Regions from separate parts of the Mus musculus genome. Here regions 1, 2, 4 and 5 are each linked to region 3. Evidence: chromatin contacts called from public HiChIP or PLAC-seq and promoter capture Hi-C data. All regions are on one chromosome and are shown on one strand. The core of a region is the stretch at or near the end of the contact, and the rest is flanking DNA. Distances in the headings are between cores, read along the strand shown. Region 1 holds the start of Nrde2 (nrde-2 necessary for RNA interference, domain containing). Region 2 overlaps Nrde2 (nrde-2 necessary for RNA interference, domain containing). Region 3 holds the start of Dglucy (D-glutamate cyclase). Region 4 has its middle 3.0 kb from the start of Gm10433. Region 5 holds the start of Psmc1 (protease (prosome, macropain) 26S subunit, ATPase 1).

Region 1 (5,637 bases), core at 2,488-4,987, 620 kb after region 3:
TGGGTTCCAGGGGCATCAAGAAGTAGCAGTTCAAAACCACTGGGGTCTTCTTCAACTCGAACCTGGCCTTTCCTTTTTTTTCTCTGCTTGGCTGAGTTTCCTCATCTTCTGGGCCATTGTACTCTGCACGCACACTGGGTGGCTACTAGTGTTGTGATCGTCTCCCAGCTCCAGAAAGACCACACCAGGCCAAACAGTTCCACGTGAGGTTTATTGAGAGAGAGAAGGGCAAAGTGGCAGTGGAAAGAGAAGGGGGGGGGAGGGAAGGAGAGAGAGAGAGATCGAGAGATCAGAGGGGCCTTTCTCTATATATGCATGGTGACATAGTCACAGGTAAAGGTGGGAGGTGAGCCAAGTGGATTCTGTGAATATGGTGGCTGCTGCCTTGGCAACAGGTATGGGGGTCTCGCTGTCACCTATGTGATGTCATGGGTTTCAGAGGTCTTGATAACAATAACTACCGCACTTCTTCCCTTAGCCATATATCCATAGAGCCAATCGGTGATCTGAAACCATTTCTGGTTTATGTTGAGAAATCCCTGGCACCCGCCCTGGAAATACCCAGAGTTTACACGTGGAAGCTAGAGTAAGGATCAGTGAAGTCAGTGGTTCTCACGTCCTTTGTGATGGGTTTTCTAGGCAGAAAAGAATATTCAAAACTTTCCTATTTTCTTGAGACAGGGTTTCTCCAAGTAGCCCTGGCTGTCCTGGAATTCACTCTGCAGAACCAGGCTGGCCTTCAACTTCGAGATCCACTTGCCTCTGCCTTTCAAGTGCTGGGATTAAAGGTGTGCGCCACCAGGTCTAGTTCAATACGTAACGTTTAGTTTAACCTAGTAGCAAATTTTGTAAAGGTCTGGCAATCACAGCCATAGCAAATTTAGTCCTATGCCCATTTGTGTGGAGCACGTAGTTTTCACCCTTACAAATGTTGAAAAAAAATAACAACCCTGCCAGGCGTGGTGGCACACGCCTTTAATCCCAGCACTCAGGAGGCAGAGGCAGGCGGATTTCTGAGTTCGAGGCCAGCCTGGTCTACAAAGTGAGTTCCAGGACAGCCAGGGCTATAAAGAGAAACCCTGTCTCAAAAACAAAAACAAGACAAAACAAAACAAAAAAAAACCCCAAAAATAACAACCCAAGTCCTCTGTAAGAGCAGCAAGTATTCTTAAGCACTGGCCTTTACCACTCGAACGTTGATCATTTAAACCAAAGGTCAGCACAGCTTTTCAGGAAAGGATCACATAGAAACATTGGAGACCAAGCAGGATTTCCAGCCTCTGCGGCAGCTACACTGAAAATTAATTCTGTACGTTTTCAAAATGTACTGGGCATTATGGTACATATCTTTAATCTCAACACTTGCGAAGCAGAGACTGGCAGATCTCTGTGAGTTTGAGGCCAGCCTGATCTACACAGAGAGTTCCAGGACAGCCTAGGCTACATAGAGAATCTGTTTTTTCAACATTTGTTAGGGTGAAAGCTACACACTCCATACAAATGTCTGTGTCTGCTAAACCTTTGCAAAATTTACTCGTATGTTACACTAAAAGTGAAGTTTTGTTTTAATTGAGAGAAAGGCAAGAGGATAAAGAGTCTGAGCCTGTACTACATACTGAGATCTATCTAAAAACAAAACAAAAAAAAAAAAAAACCAAAACAAAAACAAAACTAAAACCAAAAGACAGGGCAGGTGAGATGTCTCAGTGGCCATCAGCTCCTGCCACATAAGCATAATGACACACACACACGTACACACACACAAATTTTAAAAAAGTAAAAATCCTCCCAGAAAACAAAACTTTAGAAATCTGTATCAGTAACTTGATTATATATTAAGTTGTCCTTATGAATTGCTTACGAAAAGTCTCTTACATGTTTGTAAATACACAAATATCCACTACAGCAAGATTCCTTGTTATCAATACATTATCATGGCTTTCAAAATTTTTTTGAAGCCTTTCACATTTAATTCTTATTTTTCTGGAATAGAAAGAGATGAAACATTGGGGAAAGACTGTAACCATTTTAGTTAGTTTTGTTTTCTGTTTTGTTTTGAGACAGTGTGATAGTTTGTATATCCTTGGACCAGGGAGTGGCACCATCTGAAGGTGTGGCCTTGTTGGAATAGGTTTGACCTGGTTGGAATGGGTGTGTCACTGTGGGTGTGGGCATAAGATCCTCACCCTAGTTGCTGGAAGTCAGTCTTCCACTAGCAGCCTTTGGATGAAGGCATAGAACTCTCAGCTCCTCCTGTGCCATGCCTGCCTGGATACTGCCATGCTCTCACCTTGATGATAATGGACTGAACCTCTAAACCTGTAAGCCAGCCCCAATTAAATGTTGTTTTTTATAAGACTTGCTTTGGTCATGGTGTCTGTTCAAAGCAGTAAAACCCTAACTAAGACAGACAGGATTTCTCAGTGTAGCCCTGGCTGTCCTGAAACTTGCTTTGTTGATCAGACTGGCCTCAAACTCACAGAGTGAGTGCCAGTGCCTCTGACTCCAGAGTGCTGAGATTAAAGGTGAGCATCATCGTGCCCTGATGCAGATATTGATTTAATCAACTGAGATAACTTCCTGTCAGGTTTGGCGGAACTTGAGATTTACAGTTGAAGACAAGTGGATTCTACTGGCCTCCTTTTTCCAAGTACTTTTAGGGACCTGAAAACTTGGACATTTATTTTGGACACACACAGTTTACATGGTACACACAGTTTACATGGTACACGGAGCTGCTTGGATAGGTTTCCATCCATTCCTTTGTTTAGATGATTAGTCACATCTCTGGGTTTAGCTTTTTTTTTTTTCTAAACTTTATTTTATTGTGGTGCCCTGTGCACTTGGAGGTCAGAAGACAACTTTGTGGAGCCTGGATGAAACTCAGGTATCCATGCTTGCTTGGTAGTACCTTTATTATTTAAGCCATTTCATTGGCTCCTGCACCCAACCTTTTTTTTTTTTTTGGTAGGGGAATCTCAAAAATACTTTATAGGTAAGTATATGCATTTATTGTCAAAGACCTTTATCTTATTGGGACTTTGTACTCTTCTGTATTCCTAGGGTATTTAAAATGACAACTTATATTTGGATCACTTACATTTTGCCGTGGAACTTGTCACATCTCACATAGAAGCTAATTTTTCATTTCTTTTCTTTCTTTTTATTGGCTTTTTTTGAGACATCGTCTCTATACAGTTCTGACTCTCATGGAAATTACTATGTAGACCAGCTGGTGTCGAACTCACAGAGATCCACTTGCCTCTACCACTGAGTGTTGGGACTTAAAAGGGGTTTGCCCCCACACCCAGTTTAAAGCCACCTTTTAAATGCTTCTTATGGGTGAAACAATTGCAATTTGTACATGTATATGTGTACGTATACATACACTCACACACACAATCTTGCAGAGGAGGAAAATGAATCTTACAGAATTTGATTACTTTGATCCAGTTTAAAGGAGGCAATGTGCTTTTACCAGAGGAGCTGAATTCCAGTTTCCACACCTTCCCCCCTCCCAACTTCCTCTTCCGGTTCCTGCTTGTCCATTGTTCAGTGAAGCCGGAGGGCACTAACTACAAGGAAACTGTTCTTCCTCAATCTCACCCTCTTCCCTCCTCCCCTCTCTACCCTTTGGGTCTCCGCACCGCCTTGCCCAGGAGTTAAGCCTTAAAGAGTGCAGGAAGAACTACATTTCCCAGAGTGCCTCGCGAGTCACCGTCCTCCAACCAGAGCTCTCCAGACGGCGCCATTTCTGAGGCAGGAGTGGTAGTGCGGCCTGTGATCATGGCGCTGTTCCCGGCTTTTGCGGACGTAAGTGAGGCCTCCGGTGATGGGGCATTCAGGAAAGGTAAGCACCCCAAAAGAGTCGAAAAAGACATCCATTAAATTAATGGCAGATTTTCGGGCCTGGGTCATGGCCTTTTTTCTTTGCTTTGTTTATCCACCTGTATCCCAGAGTTCTCCGCGGCGCTGCAAAGCCTTCTGGGTCTTGTCTGAAGTGTAGGGCCAGAGGCTCTTTCAGGCGCTACGGTGGTCAAGTAAGCGGAGGGGAAACTAAGCCTACGATGATGTCTGGCGCTAACATTACCGTATTTTTGGACTTCATTCTCCTAGAAGCTGCAATGATACAACTCCATTGCAAAAGAAACCCTCTTAAAATACTTGCAATTGTGGTTGGCGTAATTCTGATTTTTCCTTACTAAATTGTAACCGTCAACAAATTCCGAGACTGTCTATTCATTGTAGCACACTTATTAGAAACACAGGCCCAAAATATAGACGTATTCAATAAGTGTGTCAGGATTGATAATGCAACCTGTTGCATGAACGAAACTAAGTAACAACAGCAACAAATCAGTATAAGGTAGTATGCTACAAATGTCATAGATGAGCCACAGTCAACCATAAAAATGAAACGTTCAGAATTTTGGAATGGTCTTCAAGAGGATATGATTTGTATAGATAAGAATTCAGGGACCTTCAAGGGGCTGTGGAAGAGAAGCATGGGATTAGAGAACTGGGTGCGTATTTTAAATGCTAAGACAAGTGTCAGCTATAATGAAGTTAACCATGGCAGGTAAATGCAGAAAATACATCTAATACTGAAAGTGTACGGTCAAGTTGAAGGGCTGGCAGTGGTGGCATACACCATTAATTTCAGCACTTGGGAGGCAGAGGCAGGTGGATCTCTGAATTCAAGCTCAGCTTGATCTACGTAGTGAATTCTTGGACAGCCTGGGCCACAACATAGAGAGACCCTAATCTCAAAAAAGACCAAACCAAAACAAAATATAGTTAAGAAAATTAACTATATATTATTTAACTATGAGTTACTGTTCAGCTTTCTTTACGGTTGGTTTGCTTATAGGGATCCAAAAGAAGTCAGAATTCTCTCTCTCTCTCCTTTCTCTCTCTTCTTTCTCTCTGTCTTCCTTTTCTCTCTGTCTTCTCTCTCTCTCTCTCTCTGAGAGAGGGGGTGTACTGGCTGGTTTTGTGTGTCAACTTGACACAAGCTGGAGTTATCACAGAGAATGGAGCCTCCCTTGAGGAAAGGCCTCCATGAGATCCAGCTGTAAGGCATTTTCTCAGTTAGTGATCAAGGGTGGGAGGATCCATTGTGGGTGGTGCCATCCCTGGGCTGGTAGTCTTGAGTTCTATAAGAGAGCAAGCTGAGCAAGCCAGTAAGAAACATCCCTCCATGGCCTCTGCATCAGCTCCTGCTTCCTGACCTGCTTGAGTTCCAGTCCTGACTTCCTTGGTGATGAACAGCAGTGTGGAAGTGTAAGCTGAATAAACCCTTTCCTTCCCAGCTTGCTTCTCGGTCATGTCTGTGCAGGACTAGAGACCCTGACTAAGACAGAGAGTTGGCCAGAAACCCACAGAGATCTGCCTTCCTAGTGTTGGGATTAAAGGCAAGTGCTCCCATGTCCAGGCACACTGCATTTTCTGCATGTACCCGTAGGTCCCCTTGAGTATGAAACAGTTTCTCTGCTCTTGTATTTTCTCAGGTGATATATTTGTTGAGGAAGCTGGTTATCCATCCTGAAGATGTTTCCCGCTAAATCTTCCTGTAACTTGCTCCTTTATTTATCCATCCCATTATTTCCTGGGAACTGATAATTAGATTTAAAGAGC
Region 2 (5,148 bases), core at 2,444-4,943, 640 kb after region 3:
TGATCTGTAACAGTGTGCACATTTCTGAACCTGTTTGAGTCTGTTGTTTCCTTACAGGACAGTAGGCTAGCACTTGCTTTACAAGACCATTGTGAACGGGAAGGGAGCTAGGGGCTGATGGATCTGTACGTGGCAAGCATTCACTTCATGGAAACCCCTGGAATTAAGAGTTAGTTATCCTAACATCTGGAGACACAGGTGCATCGCTGTAGAAATAATAAGAATTTCCCTCACTGGCACAGAGCCTTGTATTGGGGGATGGAAGGTACAGTTCCATGCATATGTGATGCCCTAACATGGTGTTAATCCCTAACACCAAGATTAAAGCAGTGACATGGAGTTTTCTTTTGAAATTAGATATTATTCGTGATATGCTTACACAGCTTCATGCTGTTTAGGAAATGGGACTCTACCACCATTCAGATGTTCAGAGTGTGCAGTTCAAATGTTCAGGACCGTGCTCTGCTCACTCTTGGTTGAATATAGGGTGAACGAATGGAGAACAATGCCATCTAGTGAGAACTGAGTTCAGCTCTGCCTTCTGACAAAAATGGTGCCGTCCCTTCCTACCACTTTAATTGTGAGAGTAAGCTTTGAGTATTGGATAGCTCTCATTCAGGCATACCTTTTGCCTTATTTTAGATACTGTATATGGTTTTATTGTTTGTGTAGTTTCATACAAGAATAGAAAAAATACCTTGATTATAGTACTGTTATGAGTCCTTTTATTCATTTATTAAAAAAAAATTAAGCTGGCCATAGTGGTATATTCCGTTAATCCCAGCACTAGGAAGGCAGAGGCAGGAGGATGTCTGAGTTTGGGGCCAGCATAATCTATGGAGTGAGTTTCAGGACATCAGGGCTACACCAAGAAACCCTGTCTCAAAATATATATAATAAGGTTTTAGGTTTACTTTTATTGATGTGTGTGTATATGTGTCTCTGTGTATGTGCACATGTGTGTGGGTCTCTGCAGAAGTCAGCAGAGGGTGCTAGATCCCCTTGTGGTGTAGCTATTGATGATTTCAAGTCATCTAACATGGGTGCTTGGAATGAACTCAGGTCCTCTGGAAGAGCAGCAAGTGCTCTTACCTGTTGAGGCATCTCTCCAGCCTGTTGGTGCTTTTAAATCAGGACCCTGGGAACATCACAGTGACTTCTAGGTGTTTGGTTGCTTGTTGAGAGCTCACGTTTTCTCCTTTTGTGGTATCAACAAAAACCCTTTCGCTCCTGTTTGCAGGGCTCTTTCTTCAGCAGTGCCACTTTCTACGGCAGGCTGGCCACTCAGAGAAGGTCATCTCTTTGTTCCAGGCCATGGTTGACTTCACCTTCTTCAAGCCTGACAGTGTGAAAGAGCTGCCTACTAAAGTACAGGTATGGCACACTCTATGTCTCAGAAGTATTCCAGTGACCAGGGAAGATTCCCTTCATGATGGCAGTGGGGTGTGCTGGGTAGAGAAAGGGGACCTCTGCTCCCACATACAAAGTACACTGATAGGCTTGCTTACCACAAATGCAGCCTGTCTCCATAGTCGTGATGCCATTTTGACCGACGTGTCACTCTGTCTTTCTTGGCTGGGTTGTGTTGCTACCTCTCCATTGCCTACAATTGCTGCTTGATCTTATACGTGGACATTTTGGCAGCAGTCCTCACCAAGAAGGGGCTCATCTTTAAGGTGACAAGACATTTCCAGTCTCTGCCATTTGGTGACATGACACAGCATAAGAGCCACATGGCTGTAAAATAGCCACTTCTCTCTGTCCACTGAAAAAGCTTGGCTCTCTGCTTTGTGAAAGGGTCTGGGGGAAGGTAGCGAGAACATCTGAGCTCATGGTGAGCCCAAAGGAGAATCTTTGGGAACTTAAGGTCTCATGTGAACTGGCAGTGAAGACATTTTTATTATGATGCTACCTTTAGACAAAGTGGGATTAAAGAATTCAACCTGATAATACTGGCACAGCTAATTTTTAGTTAGCTTTTATAGAGAGCAATTTTAAAATGTGCTGTGATGTTTTAAGTCTACACTATGCTTCAGGAGTAACTTGGGAACTGTGGTGAGGGTCTGAATTCTTCTCTCACCCCTCTGCTGAGGCTCTTGATCAGTGGTGTGAACAGTGTGGTGGGCACAGCACTGCGCCTGATGGTGACGTTTCAAGGATTCCTGCTCTGCTCTGTTAGAGCCCCAAGCCATGGTATGGAGATGTTAAATCCCAGCTGCACAGCTCCCTAAGCGTCTGCAAGCCAGCATACAGAGAACTACCTGTCTAGCTGAGAGATACCTTCACCATAAACATGGGACAAAACAGGCAGAGGCTGCTACAAGGGTCTGTTTCAGGTTATAAACACATATCACACTCTTAAAAAGTCAGCCTTTGCTTGAGTGTAGTTTTTGTTTATTTTTGGCAGTACTGGGGTTTGAACCCAGGCCTTTTACACTTGGTAGGCATTGAGTTATTTGTTTAATTTAATTAATTTATTTATTTATCTATTTATTTTGTTTTTTTTTTGAGTCAGGGTTTGTGTAGCTCTGGCTGTCCTGGAACTCACTCTGTAGACCAGGCTGGCCTCGAACTCAGAAATCCACCTGCCTCTGCCTCCCGAGTGCTGGGATTAAAGGAGTGCTGGGATTAACCACCACCCGGCTATTTGTTTATTTTCAAGTCACTGTTTCAGAAGCCCATCTGTAGTCTTCCATCCCATTTCCCGCAGGTGACTGGCCCTCATATGCTCTCTGAGGCTATCTCGCCTGGCCCTGTGACTCTTGGAGGGATTCTTCCCCTCAGGACACGCCCTGCAACTGTCAGCCTGTGGTGTGCTCCCCAGAAACCTGCTCGCCCTCCAAAGGTTCCTTTAGAGTATCATTAGAGAAGATGGCTCCTGGAAATCCTGTTGCTAGTCGATAATCAGATCATAAGTCAGTCCCTGCCCAGTGCTATGTCTGCTCTGTTCCTGGGTATGACTGCCTGCCTGCAAGCTGCTTCCGTACACTGCTGCTCTCAAGTCCAGGCGACACCAGGGCCTGGCCTCCAGATGCACTTTGTGTGGCTTTGTCCCACAGCTACCCTCCTTCCACTCAGCTGTGCCAAAGGCATCTATTGAGTTCCTGCTGTGTGCTGAGCTAGATCTTAACATTAAGCAGTTACTTAAGATGCGATTGTCCCTCCAAGAGCTCAGTCTGTCCTGCTGAAAATTTGAATTCCCGTTCTCTCCAATGTCCTGAAAACAACATGACTTCAGGGGTCAGGTGGTGGGTCAGGCGGCATGAGTGGGGCTGGCAGTGGTTAGACCGCACCGGCAGGGTGAGGACTGGGAAGTGCTTTCCTACCCAGCTGCAGGCTCTTGTCACCAAATCTTGAGCAGCCTTTCTATATGCTGATCTAAGGAGTCACCATGTCCAGCTCACACTTTAGAGCTGTACACCAAGGCAGGGGTGGAGTGAGGGGGCCCATTTGGAGGCTGCCTGCCGAAATAACTCCTCTGTTTGCCATGTGTGCCTTTGAACATTGGTTGTATGGTATTTCAGGGATCCTGTGGTCCAGAGACGCACTTGGGAGCTTTGTTGTGGTTGGCCTAATTTCTGTCCTTTAAACCTGATCCAGGTGGAATTCTTTGAGCCCTTCTGGGACAGCGGAGAACCACGCGTTGGGGAGAAGGGAGCCCGAGGCTGGCGGGCGTGGATGCACCAACAGGAGCGAGGTGGCTGGGTGCTCATCACCCCAGGTAAGTGCTTCAGAGGGCAGGGGCGTGCCTTCTCTTCTGGGGCTGGGTTTTCCCACTTCAGGATTGTTTCTCATGCTTAGTGAGGCAGCTTAGGAGTGCTGCAAGAGTCAGAGGGTCAGGATTTAATCAGGCGCTGGACCGCCAAGCTCTGAGCTCCAACTCCCAGCATGCAGCATTCCAAGCACCTGAGGGTCTGAGGCCTCCAGAGGAAGAAGGGCTTTTCCTTCCTTCTTCCCTTCCCTTCCCTTCCTTCTCCCCTCCCCTCCCCTCCCCTCCCCTCCCCTCCCCTCCTCTTTCTTTCTTTCTTTCTTTCTTTCTTTCTTTCTTTCTTTCTTTCTTTCTTTCTTTCTTTCTTTCTTTCTAAGGGTTCACAGACTTTATTGGTTCAATAATAAACAGCAAAGAAAACGTTAACCATCACTCCGGGAGCGTCAGTGTAGACGTGAAAGCCACTCTTGGAGAGAAGGGCTTTTCCAAGTTGCTTCTCAAGTGGCTGGAGTGTCGCTAGTTCCTACTTCCCATCCTTCTGGGCGTAGATTTAAGGTAGTCTTTGGTCAATGTTCACACTAACAAATTTTGACAAATTTCTTGCCTCTTAAGGAACAAAGAGGCAACTAGCTTCACAGTTGTCATTCCAAAGTGCTTTCTAGGTTTATACCCGTAACAGAGCCAGCCAGTAGGAAAACAGGCAGACTTCTGGCTCCCAGTCTTTTAGCCACAGTTCCAGGAGCAAAAAGAGGGCAGGCCCCAGTGGAAAAGGTGCTTGGTCAGACGCCAGCCAGAGCTGGGCAAGACAGCATGCAGTGGGAACCTCGCTTTCCACTTAAATTGTTAGCACTTTGCTTTTTAGTTTCGAAGTACTTGTAGATGTGTATGTACCTGGAAAACAGGTATAGAGAGTGATAGTGCGTCCTGTCCAGAGTGGACTCAGATTTCACCAGTCTTTGTTCCTGTGTGTGTCTGTGTGTACATATGTGCATGTACATGTGTGTGTACACGTGTGTGTGTGTGTGTTTGTGTACGAGTGTGCATATATGGATGTGTCTGTGTGTGTACCAGACAGTTTCATCAGTTTTGGTGCTGCCGTGGACACGGGTGGGCCATGACTGAGCCCACTTTGTCTTCTCCCTCACAGTGATGACAGATCGATTTCATCACAGCAAGGCTTTGGGGGGTTTGTTTGTTTGTTTGTTTGCGTTGGGTTTTTTTGCCACTGTTTTTAGCCACAACCATCCTTCCTTTTTCATAGTTACTGAACACAGGGATCAGTTTTGCTATATAATATTATAAATGGAATCATCGTTTGTGTGTGCATGTGATAGATGCGTGTGTGTGTGTAGGTATGAATAGGTGGTGCATGTGTGAACATGTGTGGGAGCCTCTGTTGCTTCCCACCTTGTTTTAGAGACAAAGTTTGCCACGGGATT
Region 3 (5,206 bases), core at 1,663-4,162:
TTTAAATTGCAAATACCATCTAGCAATTTGGCAGATATCCTAGAAAGCCTGTAAAAATCTGTCAGGGAGAGGGGTACGTTTGGATTTCTACATCTGTCATCCTTTACTGAAGAAGGGAGATTGAATTGAAATAGACTGGATGCGTTCAGTCCTCTGTACCTGGTGTGGGCTTGCGGTGCACACCACATCCATACACACATACATACGCACACATGTGCACAGAGGTTTGTGGGACCGTGGGCCGTGCCAGGAAACTTGGTAAGGTTAAGTGGGTTGGAAGCCCTGGAACCCAGAGGGGTAGATAGGAGCTTTACTTGCTTCCTACCCCGCCCCTGTCACGTGACCATCCTCCCTCCTTAGTCAATAAGTTTTTCTTCCTGGATATCTCTGATTAACCTCCAGGAGGTGGAATGCACCCATTTTCCACAATGAACAACCAATACACAGTTTGGAACCAAGGACTGTCTCTTTCTTCAAGAACAGCTGTGGGGAGCACGGAGAAAACCTTTGTCTACAGAGCCTCATGGCTTAAGTGTCCCACAGAAGGCCCCTCTGCTCACCGCTAAGCACCACCACCGAACTAAGCTGGCGTTCCCCTTTCCCCGGCCCAGGACTCCTCAGCCCAAGGGCACAATTCTGTTCCCACTTCCCCTTGACCCAGCAGTGTCTAGATGTCCAGAAGTTTAGGAGCCCCTGGCCCTGTGGAGCCCCCGCCACACCTTCTGTTCCAGGCTCCTCTGCGTGGTTTCCAGTGGCGACTGGACACCCAGGAGTCAGGGAACTCCAGCTTTGGACTCCACATCTTAGGTTGTGTTTTCCCACCCCCTGAGCGATGTATCGGCGCGTCCCTCAAATCTAGCACCCAACAGTAGGTGTAGGGTAAATGCAGTCTTCAGTCTCCATGTTTCACCTGCCCAAGTGGTGTTCCCACGCCCTAGCAGCTGGGCAAAATGCGAAACCACAGAGGTTCTCGATTGAAAAGAATCCTTATTAGAAAGACCAGGAGGAGCAGCAATCTGCCATAGCCATGGGAATTCACCAAGTCTAGAAACAAGGGTGGCACAAGGAATTCAAAGGTTCCCAATTCAAGTGAGCAGGGGACTTTAGCTGCGTGTTGACACAGGAGTCCTATGTGACAGATCTTTCAGATATGCCCACGAACTTCCCCAGGGTTTCTTATTTACCCACACATATACATCACGCCAGGTCAAGGACCACCAGTTGAGCTCCTGGGATTCAGTCCCCATGACAAAAGGAACAGCTGAGTTTTTAAGGTTGTTCTTATATGAACTGCTATTGGAGGCTTGGTTCCCTGTAGGCAGTGTTTAGGGGCAGGACCTGTGGGAGGGAATTACATCCTGTGCGCTTGGACCTCAGCAGTGGGCTTTGGGAGGTGGTGGAAACCCCTGAAAGTTAGGCCTCTTTGGAGGAAGTTGGTACTTGGGGGTGGGCTAGGGATGGGCTGTTGTATTTCAGACCCGTCCTCGCTTGGCCCCGTTCTCGCTGAGACCCGTCCTCGCTTGGCTTTCCTGGCTGCTACGAGTTGAGCTGCTTCCCTCTCCCACCTGCTTCAGCCATGTTGAAAGATCCTGGAAACGGCCAGGTCAAAGGGCTATGGACTGGATGGATGGAACCTTTGACATCATAAGCCCAAATAAACTTTTCCTCCTTAACGTTGCTGCTCATGTCAAGGGTCTTGTTATATGAATGGGAAGCTAACACAAAAATTCTTTATCGGAATGTGTGCAAGCCCAGTCTAGCTTTCAGCTGGTTCTATCCTGCCTTGTCTTTCTGCCTCAGTTTCCCCCATCTGTTTAGTGGATGCTGCTTTCCTTCTGCTTCTTGCTCCTGGCTTTATTTCCCCCTCCTTTGACAGTGTTTAGCTACTTTGAAGGAACAACGCTCGCTCCTTCTGGACCAATCAGTGCCAACATGCTGCCTCCTGCCCTCCCTAGCACACATACATGTTCATGAAGTCAGGAAGATGGCTGTTAACGAACCCCTAGGTTAATCACACAGATAGGAAGAGACTTCCCAGAGTCACAGGGCTCTGCCTTCTGCACAGGTCAGAGGGTTTGTTCCCCCAGCCACCTATGACAAGAGAGCCTTGGCTCCCGCAGTGGGGACTGAAGCAAGCTCTCAATGTGAGTTTGCCTCACCTTCAGCAATCATCCCTCAAAAGCAGAGAGAGGCACCTCGAGCCCTGTGGTTATCTGGCCAACACCCCTAGGCCTGCATTGGCTTGGTCTGTCCTCCCCTCATGCCAGCCCTGAAGTCTCTGCCACTAGCTTCATTTCCTCCTCCCTAGCAGGTTGTGGCCCAAAGTTGGCAGCCACTCAAAGCCTATGATTTCAATTTCCCCTTCTTTGCTTTCTCATGATCTTGGGGTTCTCAAGGTCTGGAAGGTGTCCTGAAAGGCCATCCCAGGAGGGTAGAGAAGCAATTCCACAACTCATGGTCCCCAGTGTCATATGCAGAGATTTGACTTTCAAGGGGAGGCCCTGGTGGCTTCTAGCAGAAAGCCTGTTAACTGATTTTGGCTTATAGCCCCCTGGAGCAGTTTCCTCAAACGCTTGGGCTGGGATAGGGTAGGGTGGGGTGTGTGGATGTTGCCTAGGGCAGAGAACTATGCCGCGTTCACGTTCCCTGCTGACTTACTGTTGGTTTGAGATGTCTGGACTAGAGTCCACACACAATTCTTCCTTTTGTTTCCTCAGCCTTGCAGAGCGAGCTTCCTTCTGAAAGGCATAAAGCTCTCTTTCTTCAGCTCACAGGGGCTTCTGGGGCTGCCTGTCGCCACCGCCACTGCCACCAGCTTGCTCTGCCCGGCTCAGTCTCTGATCTACATGCCTGGGCACAGCCCCAGGCACCACTGGCTGCTACAGCTCTGCTACCCTGCAGCCAATGCTCTCAAGGCCTGTACTGGGGTGGAGACTTCCATGGCAGGATGCCAGTCCTGGTTCTTAAAGTCACAGAGCCCTCTAAGGTTACTTCCCTTTGCGGGAGTTTCTTGCTTTCCCCGGGCAGCAAGGAAGCATGACACAAAGGCATGGCCATGATGATTGGAAAACCTGCTGCAGCAGGGTGGAAGTCCCAAAAATTCTAATGTCACAGACCTAGGAACTCACGTAAGCCCTGAGGAGTTTCACAACTACCCTGGTAATTCCCGTGTGAAGCCAGACTGGGATTGCTGTCTGTGCTGTCCAAATGTCAGACTGCACTGGGTCATTTGAGGTACAGGCGAAAATGCAGGTGTTGACCCGAGCGAGAGTCAGGCTCTTGCAGATCAATGGCTGCTAGCCCTGGGGCTGTGCTGGGTTAGGCAGGGTAAGTTGCTCTCCAGCATTCAATGTTCCCTGGACTCATCTGAGATAATAGGAACGCAACACTAGGCCAGTCTCTAGCACTCAGACTATGCTTGAAAGACACGGGCAGGCCTGTGGGGGTTTTTCCTCCCTTGGTCTGAATGCTTCCTCTGAGGAAGAGCAGGTTCTGCTTTCTCTTGCCTCAAAGCTTTCAGGACTTCCCTTCAGAGCCAGCCTTAATCCCAACCACACAAGGTTCTAAAGCAGATGGTGCCAGCCAGTCTCTGTGGTTTCACCTTCCCTACCGCTCCCGAGCCTCATACCCCAACCCCAGCACAAACCACACACGTAAGCACAGTGCAGGTCCTTTTGGTGCCAGCCTTGGCATGTCTCTTCTTGGGTCACTTTTCTAATTCTTTTTCTCCAGTTGGTTAACTTCTCCCCCTCCTGGAGGAATTGGGATGGGTGTGCCTTGCCCTTTGTTATAAGACAGAGAGAAGACACCATCTGCACCCCACGACCACCACCAAAACCAAAAACCCAGACTTCCACAGGATACTTGAATCCACTGGCACCTTGATCTTACTTAGCCTTCCCAGTCTTGACTTGTGAGAAATAAATTTCTGCTCTCTACAAGCCATCCAGCTTGTGGTATTTTGTCATAGCAACCTGAATAAATGGAGACAAAGACATTGTGCTGAGTGAAATAAGGAGAATGTCTTAGTTAGGGTTTTACTGTGAACAGATACCATGACCAAGGCAGCTCTAATAAAGGACAACATTTAATTGAGGCTGGCTTACAGGTTCAGTCATTATCATTAAGGCAGGAGTATAGAACCATCCAGGCAGGCATGGTACAGGAGGAGCTGAGAGTTCTACATCTTCGTCCGAAGGCTTCTAGGAGAAGACTGGCTTCCAAGCAGCTAGGATGAGGGTGTTAAAGCCCAGGCCTACAATGACACACTTCCTCTAATAAGGTCACAACCCCTCCAACGAGGCCACACCTCCAAATAGTGCCACTCCCTAGACCAAGCATACTCAAACCACCACAGAGGAGTCCATAATTCTACCTGTAATAAGGTACCTAAATCAGCCAAGGTCATCACTGGGACAAAAAGTAAACCAGTAGATAGGAAGGTGTGGAGGAGTTACCGTTTAATGGGTCCAGACTTCAGTATAGGATAATGAAAAGGTTCTGGAGCTGGACACAGTGACAATGGTTATGAAACACTGTGGATGTAACTCAGGCAATCAAGCTGCCATCATACAATAGCTTATTAGATATCTAAATTTTAAGGACACGCCTAACCTGTACCCCTCAGGAGGTGATGGTTTGCAGACGGCAAATGTCCAAGGCCTGAGGCATGTGTCCTTTCCACTTTTCTAGAGGCTTAAGGATGAGACTCGGAACTCCAGAAAGTAAGACTGTGTGGTTGACCAGAGATGCAAAGAATGCCAAATATTTACAGATGGATTCTTTGGCGGATGTGACGATGTAGGCAAAAGTTCTAAGGGGGAGAAATATCTCAACACTCAGTGTCAGAGTACACTCTGTAGGGAGAGCAATTGCCTACATCAGAGGAATGTAAAGGTACAGTCAGTTTACCTAGAAGTCTCCTTGCAAAAAATTGAGTAGCATTAAAATCTGGTAACAATCGCATGCTCACTATTGTAAGGTTAGGTGATTAGAAGGGGTCAATGGGAGATAGAAGTAAGAATTCAAGACTTTTTTTTCCCCCTCAAACCTAATTAGACAGGAAGATTCTAGACGCCATCATGCCTTTATTTTCCTCCAAATTCCTATGTTGAGACACCAACCTTCCATGCAATGGAATTTGAGGAAGCACTTAGGGCTAGATGGGCTCCTGAGCATGGGTCCTTCTGTGATGGTGTTAGTGCCT
Region 4 (5,328 bases), core at 2,092-4,591, 590 kb after region 3:
CACCTGCAATGCGTCAAGCCGCGGCGGGCGTGGAGGGCTCCGCGTGAATGGTCCTGGTTGGCCGGGTAACCGGCGGATTTCCGGAGGGAGCGGCTCCGCCTATGGCCGCCATCTTTACTAGGGGCAAGGCGCGCAGGCCGGGGCTCAGGTTTTTCCACGGCTTTGACCAGTCGAAAAAGGCTCTGCGAGAGCAGTTTTGTTTGGGTTCACGCCTTTATTTTTCTTGACTGTGGGTTGTTTCTGAACTGGTCCCAGGGATGTGGATGGAGAGGGAAAGCTAAATGCTCCGGCTGGCGCCCCGGGCAGAATTGGTCACGGGGGAAAGAGAGCGCCTGAGGAGGGGTTTTGATAGCGCCCTAATAAAGCTGCTTGGTTTGCGTCCTGGGCTGGGCACCCGGGACAGGATTCGATTCCGTCTCTACCAGCAGAAAGGAGACTCGCTGTTTGGGCATCTTGCTCGAGCTGCAGGGTCCTTCTGGAAAGCTCGCCCGAATACGTCATTTTTTGCTCACGCTGTGCACGATCCCGCGGGCTCCTAATGCGTTTTGTTTTATTTTAACTGTGCTCCAAACGGCCGCGCTGGAAACTATTTCTCTGCTCCAGAGATAGGGGCAAAACAGTTCGCCCCACAGGCGTGCTACGAGAATTGGATTTTGGTTGTATCAACTTATTTGCCTTTTTAAAGCAAATGTTTTGTGTGTGCATCCGGTTTTCATCCTTCTCTGATGCCCACTCCCGCTACAAAAGAGAATGTAATTATCCAATAAAAGTCGTACTTCAGGACTTAGCCTCTTTTCTGTGGTGAAAGAATGAAAAAAAAAAAAAGTTCCCTGGTTGGATTAGAATTCTGGAAAACGGAAAAGAGGTCAGGGTTGTTTTAGTTCAGTGCGTGGTGATATCTTGGTTTTATTTGAGGTGCGTAGGTGCGCATTCGGTGGATCCTGGATATCCAAAGGTGAATTTTGGAACGCCTTGGTTGTGGGTGTTGCCATGGCTACTGGGAGAGGGGAGGCAGTGAATTGTTAAGACCAATAAAAGCTGACAGGGCCTGGCCTCTCTGTTGCCTGAATTCTTTAAATTGACTGCCCTGGTTTGTGTATCCAGGTTTTCTCCATTCCTGTACCCCTGCAAGATTCCTGGATTGATCAACATCTACTTACATGGGTGTGTCAATTTGTCTTTGACTAACAAGAGTACACACACTAAGTGTAGATTTTTCCGATTAGATAATGCATCTAGAAGCAGTTTTTTCTTTCTTTCTTTTTTTTTTTTTTTTACTACAAGCCACACACTCTGATTTGCAAGTTATTGCTATTCTTAATCTAACTAGTTTTGAACAACTGTTGACTTGCATACCTTTTAAGAATATGTAAACCATCACCTTAACTGAGTGCCTATCAAGACAATGCCAGAGTGCGCTGAGCTCATGGACGTTGCAAAAGAAAGAAACTTGGAGCTTTGCATAATCTCTACATAGCAACAACCACTCATATCGCTAACAGACAGTATTTCAGCGTTTGGCAGCCGGTGCTAGGAGTTTTCACTTGCTTCGAGAAATAAAGCCGAGAAGTCTTCAGGGGCTGGATTCCTTCAGTGGTTTTGTGATAAATTTATCTCACACAGTTCTGAGGATTGCATGATCTGTGAATGTGTCAAGACTGCAAACTGTAGAACCATGGATACAAGGTCAGGCAATTGCTAAGTACTTAACCTGTACTCTCTGACCGTAAGAGAGGAAGACTGTCCATCCACAGATTGACTCATATCTAAAAGAAACCTTAAACAATACTTTTAAGGTTTATTTGTGTGTGTGTGTGTGAGTGTTTTGTTTGCATGTCTGCCTATGCACCGTGTGTGTGCCTGGTGTCCTTGGAGGCCAGAAGAGGGCTCCAGATCGCCTAGATCTGAAGTTTCAGACAGTCATGGGCTGCAGTTTAGGTGCTGGGAATCAAACTGGAGCCTCTGGAAGCAGACCAGTTAAAAGCAAGTGTTCTTAACCCACACGCCATCTCTCTAGCCCTGACACTGCTTTTCTTAATGTAAGTATGTTTAGGATAGTCTTATACAGAGTTGGTATGATGGGCTCATAAGGCAATTATTACAATGTCAAACTTTCCTAGTTTTACCATTGGTTGTGTCTGATAAAGCCCACCCTCTGTCCTAGGTAAACCAGACAACGAATCTCCTTTGAACTGTTTCTAATGCCTTAAGATGAATAGAAAACATCCAATGCCTTAAGATGGGAGGATGAAGGGCTGGAGAGATGGCTCAGTGGTTAAGAGCACTGACTGCTCTTCCAGAGGTCCTGAGTTCAATTCTCAACAACCACATGGTGGCTCACAACCACAGCAATGGGATCTGATGCCCTCTTCTGGTGAGTCTGAGGACAGTGACTGTGTACTCACATACATAAAATAAATAAAACCTTTATTTAAAAAAAAAAAAAAAGAAAGAAAGAAAGGATGAACAGAGTGAAAACAAAGACAGAGTGGTTTGGGTTCCTTTCTGGAGTTTGATGGGCACGAGGAAATAAATGCATTTCTAGAGTCAAACGTAACTTCTGTCTGCTGGTTTTCTTTCTCAGTCCCTGCACATAGTTTTGGGCTTTAAGGTTCTTAAATTTTTTTTTCCTGTTAAATTGCTATTTTTAGTCTATTTAAGATAAGGCTTTGCTATATAGCTTATGCTGCGTGAAAGTTTCTGTATAAGAAAACCTACAGAACTAATACTTCTATATTAGTGGCTTGGAATTCTTCTGAGTGGCTGGGATTATGGGTATGGGCTTTATGCCCGACTCTTGTAGTCATTTCAGAATCCTGCTTTCATAGATTGGCCTACTACACCTCTCATGCTGGTGGGCTTTGCTGCTGGAGTCACAATTCATGCAGGCAGCATTTAGAGTTCGGTAAAAGGCAAAGCGCATTTTCTGTCCTAGTTCGTGGAGCCTCTGAATTTTCTCCATGGAGTCCAGGTTAAGGACAATTCACTCTCCGCTTCTCCATTGCCGTTCTGGCTCCACTTTTGTCCCCTTCTGTTTTCTGACCTCTCCAGCCTTCAGTTCAACAAGCCACCACTGCTTTCTGTATTACACGCCTGTCTGGTTTTGCTGTAATCTTGCTTAGTCTACAGCAGATTGTCATGGGTTTAGTGCTTTTTTAGGAAGGGCAGACGTTTATTTCTCACGGTTCTGTGGCTGAGAAGTGCATCATCAAGGCAACATCAGACTGGAGTCTGGCGGAGGCTCCTCCCGCTAATACAGTGCCTTTCTGTTTCATCCTCATAGGGTGTGAGGTCAAAGGCCAGAGGGACACCGATGCTCTGCTTCATGTGGCAGAGGAGATGAAAGGCCCAGGCAGCTCTGACGCCTCTTTTATAAGGAAGTTGAACCCACTCACCAGGGCACAGCCCTCATGACTAATCACTTCCCTTTTTTATGGTATAAGTTCCAGCATAACTTTGGAAGGGACACACAGTCACGTTTTGGCACATTCCCATCCCTGGTTCTATCTCATGCCCTTGGTTTAATCTGTAGCCCAGATAATCAACCACATCTACCTGGATCATTGCCCTGCCCAAACAGGGCAGGCTCATGAATTCAAATGTGAGATCAGCTCACATCAACACTCCCCTGACCCCACCCACTGGCTCCCTTAACACTTATTTCACGTCTCCTGTTCCCACATTCTACGTCTATTATGGGTAGCCAATTACTCATTCATTCAGTGAATATTTGTGATACACCTATCAGGAGTGTGGCTCTGGACTGGAGACCAAGGGCATGAGAAGCATAACGTGCCTGGACCTTGGTTTTTAACGGACTCTTACTAGTTGGAAGAAAACTAAACGGAAGTGGCACATTTTTTGCAAGGTGGGAGACAATGGTCACCACTTCAGGTGTCTAGAAGGAGGATTCATTCTGTTGGATCACGGCCTCGTGGCACTGGAGGTGGCTTCGAGGATCAATACAGATGTCCCCGAGGAAGGCATTCTACAGGGAGGGAAGACTGGAAATGTAGGTGAAGAGGCTGGAAAGAACAGTGTCAGGGAAGGGGAGGAAGGGGAGTTTGTAATAAGGGCCCATCAGACAAGACAAGGCTGTGCTAGCATTGTTAAGGTATGTAGTGTGAGCCTGTGTGAGTAGACAGCCCTGCACTCCTGTGCTCCTTTGAAAATTTTGAGAAATGACAGACAAACTCTAAGGTACTACTGTGGAGCATGCCCAGTGAACTGCACAGACAAAGCCCCCTACATAACCCTACCTGTTCTGGAACTCACCGCATAGACCAGGATGGCCTCAAACTCTGAGAGACCTGCCTGCTTCTGCTTCCCAAGTGCATGCTGGGAGTAAAGGTGTGCACCACCATGCCCTGTTTCTGTACGGTTACTTCCATTGTCTCACTGACTGCTCACTGGACTGAGCTTGCTCCTTGTCACAAGGAAGGGGCTTTAGGCTTGAGAGGACAAGCGACTGGCTGAGGTTCACCCCTGGCCACAGACCTTGCCTTACTAATGTCTGTGAGGAGTTGGTCTGGGAGTTGCTGATGGGAACTCAGAGATGTGGATGAGGGGGGTGGGGGAGAGCTGTATTACTAAACTCAGTGTTTGAAAGTCTTAAGTTCTGGGAGCTGGAGAGATGGCTCAGAGGTTAAGGTCCTGAGTTCAATTCCCAGCAACCACATGGTAGCTCATAACCATCTGGAGTGAGATCTGGCGCCCTCTTCTGGTGCACAGGCAGAGCATTGGATACATAATAAATCAATTTTTTTTAAAGTCTTAAATTCTAGACTTATTTGTTTCAAAATTCATGAAATATTTGTGAATTCTTTTAAGAACCAAGGCACTTAAGTGAGATCTTTTTCATAAAATGTTTTTTTATAAAATTTAGTACTGTCTGTTTCAAAGTCGGCTTATTACCTTGAGAGATTAATTTTATGAAGAGACTAAGTATCGAGTTCTTTATCAGGGAGTTTCTTTGTATTCCTCCCCTCCTGCATTTGCTGAATTTTGCTGTAGAAAGGCTGATAAGGAGGAACATGGTCCTCCAGGTCTTCCTGTGTAAATAAGTCGTGATTTTCTGTGAAATGTGTGTGCTAACGGGCACAGAGAAAGAATGGAAGCTATCATTTTGGAATTATTTTCTAATTTTCTAAAATAATTTGCAATGGGGGCCAGAGAGGTGGCTCAATGGGCAAAAGCACTGTACTACCCTAATAGCCTGTGGAACCTACAATGGGATTAAGGCCTGTCTCCCTCAAGTTGTCCTCTGACCTCCACACATGTGAAACACACACACACACACTTGTGCACCAAATAGACACATGTTAAAAC
Region 5 (5,111 bases), core at 1,728-4,227, 670 kb after region 3:
CAGCAGAAGAGCAGAGCGTTCGTTACCCAGTGGCAGTTTGCTGGCAGCATCTGGTCCCTTTGTTTTCTTCTTCTTTTTCCCCACTCTAGTTGGGACAGGAGGTTCGTATTTCTTTTTCTTGTCCTTTAATTTTTAGAAGAGTAGGAAAAAGAATGGAAACCAGAAAAAGGACATTTATTTTTGTATTGCTACCACCTATTTCTAGGAGGTACAAATGTTCTCATCTTTTAGGATATTTACAATAACTACTCCTTTTATTAATGTTCTAAATTAAAATATGGTTACATTATTTCCTTCTTCCCGCTCATCCCTACCTCACAACGATGGCCTTTTTGATTATGGTTATACACACACACACACACACACCCTTCCTAATCTGTAAAATGACCACCTTTTGAAAAGCAGACTTCATACTCCTGCTCACTTAGTAAGACCTAACTGCAGCAAGTAAGTGTAATCTCTTTAGAGAGATGGCAGCGACTCAGATTTTTTCAGTAAGTAGACCAAGGTCAAAATTGATTTATTTGTTAAGTTTGGTGAGGTGAGGCACTTCTCACACCTCAGTAAGTTAAACACTTATAGGTGATCTACTTTAAAACTTCCACAATGTTCATGTTTAAAAATCATTAACTCAGGGCAATACGTTCTTTAAAAATGAAACCGGTTATGCATCTGTATACAAGGTTACCAAGATCACTACATCACTTTGCTTCTTAAAGGTTGTGGTACCATACAGAACTCGCCGAGACCTAAGGCAGTTTCTATGGCCCGATCAGATCTTGCTTGGTATTTACCTTGTCATCCTTCTTGCCACCCCCAGGACCATGGCCACCACTCTGGCTTTGACCCTGAAAGATAAAAAAAGACAAAACACACATAAATTCAGAATACTATCACTTCACTGGTACTTTGGCTCTAAAACACAAGCACCCCCACCCCCACCCACTGTAATGTGTGGAAAATGAGTACCTGGGCTCCCAGGTATGCACTTACTGTGTAGACATTACTTGCCTCTTAGAACCAAGAGCCATGCGACAATGAGGAGCCAGTAAGAAAGCTGGCAGCCAGAGAGCACCCCTCTCAACCGGGAGGTTCAGACTTGCCACCCTCTAATGTCAGTTACCTCCCCGACTGTGAAAAGAGACTCGCCACGCATGGTCATTTACTCTCTCCAGAGATCCACAGGACCCAGAAGACTTTCAGCAGCAACCTACCAAGCTCCTATCCTGACAGCCTGGGACCCAGACAAGACTTCCTTCCCGATCTGAAAAGCTGTCATCTTAAAACGCATGAAAAGCTCATCGGGATTTCTGACTTTAAAACAATGCTTAACACTGGGCGATGCCTTAAATGGTGGTCCTTTAAATTCCTGTGCAAAGATATGTGGTTTAGTGTACGTGTGGGTCTGTGCCCGCATGCCGGGGCACTCGAGAGGAAGCCAGAGGGCGACTTCCAGGGATTCTTTCCTTCTGCCTTGTGGGTCCTGGAGTCAACTCAAGCTGCCAGGCTTCATGTCGAGTGCCATCCCATCTGCCCAACAGTGGAGCTTGAAACAGGAGTAACAGTGGACTCACTGATTCACCACCCTAGGGAAGCACCTCTCACTACAACACTGGTGGCTTCAGTACCAGGACAAAACCACCTCAGAAATGATGCCAAGCATAAAGCACATTCGACCACACGCAAGGCTCGGACCTACTCAGAGCTGGAGTTACAGACCATTCTGGAGCCTGCTGGCATGCATGGGTGCCGGGAACCAAACGTGGGTTCTCTCAAAGTGCAGCAGGTGTTCTTTACCCCTGAGCCGCTTGATTCTCAAAGCCCCCTTGATACACAGGCAGATAAAAGGACCAAGGTCCAGGGAGGTTAACGGCCCTGTATATTGTCACAAAGCTTGTTAGACAGAAATCACACTAAGTTCTGCTGTCTCTCAAACCCAGAGGGTTTCTCAACTGCTCTAGAAAAGAAAGGATTTGTGCCCCACCAATGGTCACTGGCTGTATTTCTGTTTCCTCATTAAAATGGGGACATTAATAATAATCTTCGGGGTTGTTCTAAGAAGTAAGAACAACTCTGGGGAAATGCCTGGCGCATGTTCGGGATACTTTTTGTTTGTTTGTTTGTTTGTTTGCTTTTCCGAGACAGGGTTTCTCTGTGTAACTTTGGCTGTGCTGGGACTCACTCTGTAGACCAGGATGACCTCGAACTCAGAAATCCACCTGCCTCTGCCTCTCGAGTGCTGGGATTAAAGTCGTGCGCCACCACCGCCCGGCTTGGGATACTTTTCAAAGTCATCACCGGTCCTTTGTGTGCTCTGGCCTTCACCTACATTCAGATGCATTGGCCTGGCAGCTCATGATTCGGGCGGACTTCAGGGTTGCCTCCTTTTGCATTTCCTGACCCTCTGCCCTGCCCGGGCTTCGCTCAGCTATCAGTACAGATTACTCCCTTACAACCTTAATTTAGGCCTCGATTTAGATTTCACATCCACGAAGGGTCCTTCGCTGATACCCTAACAAAACCAGCCACCTTCTTACAACACAGCTACGTAACGATCTGGCCCGGTCCTGTTCCCTGACATATTTATTGTCTCCCTGCTCTAGAACGGAAGCGCCATCATCAACCGTGCTCGCCCGGTAACCTCCGTGCCTACATCTGAATCCGGCTCAACCAACCAAACCGGAGAGCGCTGAGCCGTCTGCGGAGAAACACTACGCTGGCTCTGCGGCTCAGCCGCTGTCCCCAGCGTCGGCCGGGCTGTCCCACTCGGCTTCAGCCCTTCAGCGCCTGCCTACTCGAGCGGTTCACAGCCCGGTCTCTCCCTGGGCGCCGTGCATCCTGCCCGCGTCCGCCAGGGAGTGAGATCCGCTCCGACCCGCGATGAACCCGAGCGTCACATCGCCTCGTCCTCCCGCCTTGGGGCGCATGGATGTTTGAGACGACCAGCCGAAACCCTTAGTCACTCACCATCTTCCTTCAGTCCTCCAAATCGCCACCGCCGGAAGTGCATCCACCAAAGCGACCCGGACAGAACGGAAGTAACTTTAAAAAAAAAAAAAAAAAACAGGCTACGGAAGCCTATCGGGACCAACTTCCTCACGGGCGAAGTTGAGCACGAAGGGCTTATTTCGGCGGTTTGGTACAAGGATTGGTTAAACATGTGGGCACTTAAAATAGTTTACTCGAGGGAATTCTAAGTAGCTGATCTTGGGCTTTTGTCAGTAACTTAAGACAATGATCTTGGACGTTGGAGACTTGGGGAAAATATGAAAATTTTAGAAATTTAAAAGGATGCAAAATTATAATTGGGAAGAAGTATTTATGTCAGGCAGGAATGGCGCTTGGGACTGAGAAGTTGATGTGTACACAGCATTTATGATCTTCTTTAGTTTCTGAACTTTGTAGCTCTCTTGAAAATAGTTCTTTGCCGAAAGAGATCTAAATGTGTGCTTTTTTTTTTTTTCTTCCCTCTGATGACAAGGGACTGATGATGGTGGCTAATACTGTGTTAAAATTACCCTTGAGGCGCTGGAGAGAGGGCTCAGCAGTGAAGAGCAGGGGACCCACATGGCAACTAACAACCATTCAGGGCACCTGTAAGCACGTGATGTGCAAACTCATACATGTAAACATAAACAAAGTAATTAAAAATTAAAAAAAAAAAAAAGACAGGACACTGAATGTGGAGAGAGTCCAAGTATCACTGAGGAGGGACACAAACTGGGGCTTGGGGCCCCAGGCAGGTGTTACACATTGTTATTAATTAGTGTTATTAATGTTAACGATAAATTCTTTAGCTTGTCCATGTAAGTACTCTTTGTGTTCCTATTCCTAAGTAAGAGTTTGAGGGATAGGAAATCTGACTCCCTAATTAACAGCTACTTTGAACAAAAGAACTGGTTAGTCAAACAGCCCGAAGGACCTGGCTATTTTGAGTACTCCACAGACACACTGAGAACTATACACAATCCCAGTTGATGGCCTTAGCCGTTCCCAACACCTTGTATCAGACCTTTTGCTATCATTCAATGAATTTCAGAAGACCCTGCCATCATTTCTACCTAGCCCAGGTGGGGCTATTTCCCCTGATGGTCCAGCAGACAGAAACTGTGTGTTGTAAGGTGAAGGTTAAAGGGACAAGGTGACTGGTGCCAACACAAACCTTCATCAATACCCACGTGTGCTATGGTTATCTGAATCTTTATCTTGCTATATATACAGGCTGCTCCAAGCTTGCTGGGTGAGTTGGCTGGAGGACACTCCATTGCTGCCTCCCTGGATGTTGTAACATGAGGCTCAATAAAAGACTTCCTTTGGTCTTGTCTTGCCTGCTTTGATGGTAAAGGGAGGAAGTTAAATTTACTCTTGGGAGGCTGGAGACATGAACTGGTAGCACAGAGAAGCAGCAGATGTGGTGAAGGCAAAGGCGGTGGACCAACGGTGGCAGCAACGTTTAGATGTGTGATTGGGCGCTGAACGGCAACTGGATTGTTTGACAGCAGTGTGAGACAGAGGGAGAAGGGGATGGAAGCAGAGAGTTGTAAGAAGGCGAGAGCTGTAAATGGCTCCAGAGTGGGTAGAGACATGAGGACTGTGAGTTGGAGACCAGCCTGGTCTACGTAGCAAGTTCTAGGCTAGCCAGGGCTACATAGCCTCTGTCTCAGAGGCAAAAAAGTTACAAGTGGGAAGATTTAAAGGGTTCTGGTCTGTGTTAAAAGTGGCTTCAAGGCCAGCATTGCTTGGGATGCCTAGGAGTGTGACCCAAATATGACCGAAAGGACAGGAGGCTCCCTAAGAGGCCGGCACACACAGAACCGATGACGCTTAGGACTTGCCTTCTGTGGGACAGACAACGTTCAGAAGTGCCACAGTCACGTGATTTTAAAATCTCCTTTCTGCCCATCTACACAGTCGTGGAGGGAACTCTCCCTCTTTTCCACCCACACCTTCCATCTCCCTAAGCATCCGGAGAGACTTCGATAACTCAGCTTGCTTTTACTTATCTGTCATGGAGTAAACATAAATTTTGTGGGTTTTTTTTTTTTTTTTTTTTTTGTTGTTCTATTATTTTCTATTTCTTGGGTCCTCTTAAGAGAGGTAGTGTGGCCGGG

What was found. Promoter capture Hi-C pulls out the DNA fragments that hold promoters and counts their contacts. HiChIP or PLAC-seq counts read pairs in DNA pulled down with a chosen protein or histone mark.
Region 1: a contact with region 3 is called in a promoter capture Hi-C map of the HPC-7 cell line. The contact joins the promoter of Nrde2 here to the promoter of Dglucy in region 3. A contact is called at or near these places in 10 of 39 promoter capture datasets (the 3T3-L1 cell line, 3T3-L1-derived adipocytes, the HPC-7 cell line and 7 more), 1 of 15 datasets of contacts at CTCF or cohesin (pro-B cells), 5 of 484 Hi-C or Micro-C datasets (CD4 T cells, the N1E-115 cell line, cerebral cortex and 2 more), 8 of 115 datasets of contacts at active chromatin or transcription factors (acute myeloid leukemia, astrocytes, bone marrow-derived dendritic cells and 4 more) and 2 of 9 other capture datasets (embryonic stem cells and macrophages).
Region 2: a promoter capture Hi-C map of embryonic stem cells shows a contact between it and region 3, with 2.1 times the contacts expected there. The contact joins the enhancer-like site here to the promoter of Dglucy in region 3. A contact is called at or near these places in 3 of 39 promoter capture datasets (the 3T3-L1 cell line, embryonic stem cells and hippocampal neurons), 2 of 115 datasets of contacts at active chromatin or transcription factors (bone marrow-derived dendritic cells and large pre-B cells) and 1 of 9 other capture datasets (embryonic stem cells).
Region 4: a contact with region 3 is called in an H3K4me3 HiChIP or PLAC-seq map of bone marrow-derived macrophages, with 4 times the contacts expected there. The contact joins the enhancer-like site here to the promoter of Dglucy in region 3. A contact is called at or near these places in 1 of 39 promoter capture datasets (embryonic stem cells), 4 of 484 Hi-C or Micro-C datasets (CD4 T cells, the N1E-115 cell line, embryonic stem cells and 1 more), 6 of 115 datasets of contacts at active chromatin or transcription factors (SST interneurons, bone marrow-derived dendritic cells, bone marrow-derived macrophages and 3 more) and 1 of 9 other capture datasets (macrophages).
Region 5: a contact with region 3 is called in a FOXA1 HiChIP or PLAC-seq map of pancreatic cancer cells. The contact joins the promoter of Psmc1 here to the promoter of Dglucy in region 3. A contact is called at or near these places in 1 of 39 promoter capture datasets (pre-B cells), 1 of 115 datasets of contacts at active chromatin or transcription factors (pancreatic cancer cells) and 2 of 9 other capture datasets (embryonic stem cells and liver).

Annotation. Positions count from the first base shown.
Region 1 is chr12:100,157,753-100,163,389 of GRCm38.p6, reverse strand. It overlaps Nrde2 (nrde-2 necessary for RNA interference, domain containing), which reads left to right and starts at 3,737. Exons shown (of 14, transcript NM_001290303.1): 1 at 3,737-3,850. The coding sequence starts at 3,787.
Region 2 is chr12:100,136,231-100,141,378 of GRCm38.p6, reverse strand. It overlaps Nrde2 (nrde-2 necessary for RNA interference, domain containing), which reads left to right. Exons shown (of 14, transcript NM_001290303.1): 7 at 1,241-1,374; 8 at 3,601-3,721. Among named protein-coding and RNA genes, the nearest start is that of Nrde2, 21 kb to the left of the region's middle. Within about 2 kb of position 3,693, at least 6 of the 459 cell types and tissues checked have an H3K27ac peak or open chromatin away from gene starts, as enhancers often do. A contact at or near this core is called in embryonic stem cells, where this site is marked.
Region 3 is chr12:100,776,763-100,781,968 of GRCm38.p6, reverse strand. Dglucy (D-glutamate cyclase) reads right to left here and starts at 2,912. Exons shown (of 13, transcript NM_145448.5): 1 at 2,659-2,912. It overlaps Gm40558 (a long non-coding RNA gene), which reads right to left. Exons shown (of 3, transcript XR_872933.1): 3 at 4,224-4,255.
Region 4 is chr12:100,182,259-100,187,586 of GRCm38.p6, reverse strand. No RefSeq gene overlaps it. Among named protein-coding and RNA genes, the nearest start is that of Gm10433, 3.0 kb to the left of the region's middle. Within about 2 kb of position 3,341, at least 105 of the 459 cell types and tissues checked have an H3K27ac peak or open chromatin away from gene starts, as enhancers often do. A contact at or near this core is called in bone marrow-derived macrophages, where this site is marked.
Region 5 is chr12:100,108,068-100,113,178 of GRCm38.p6, reverse strand. Psmc1 (protease (prosome, macropain) 26S subunit, ATPase 1) reads right to left here and starts at 2,977. Exons shown (of 11, transcript NM_008947.3): 1 at 2,968-2,977; 2 at 795-848; 3 at 27-123. The coding sequence starts at 2,970.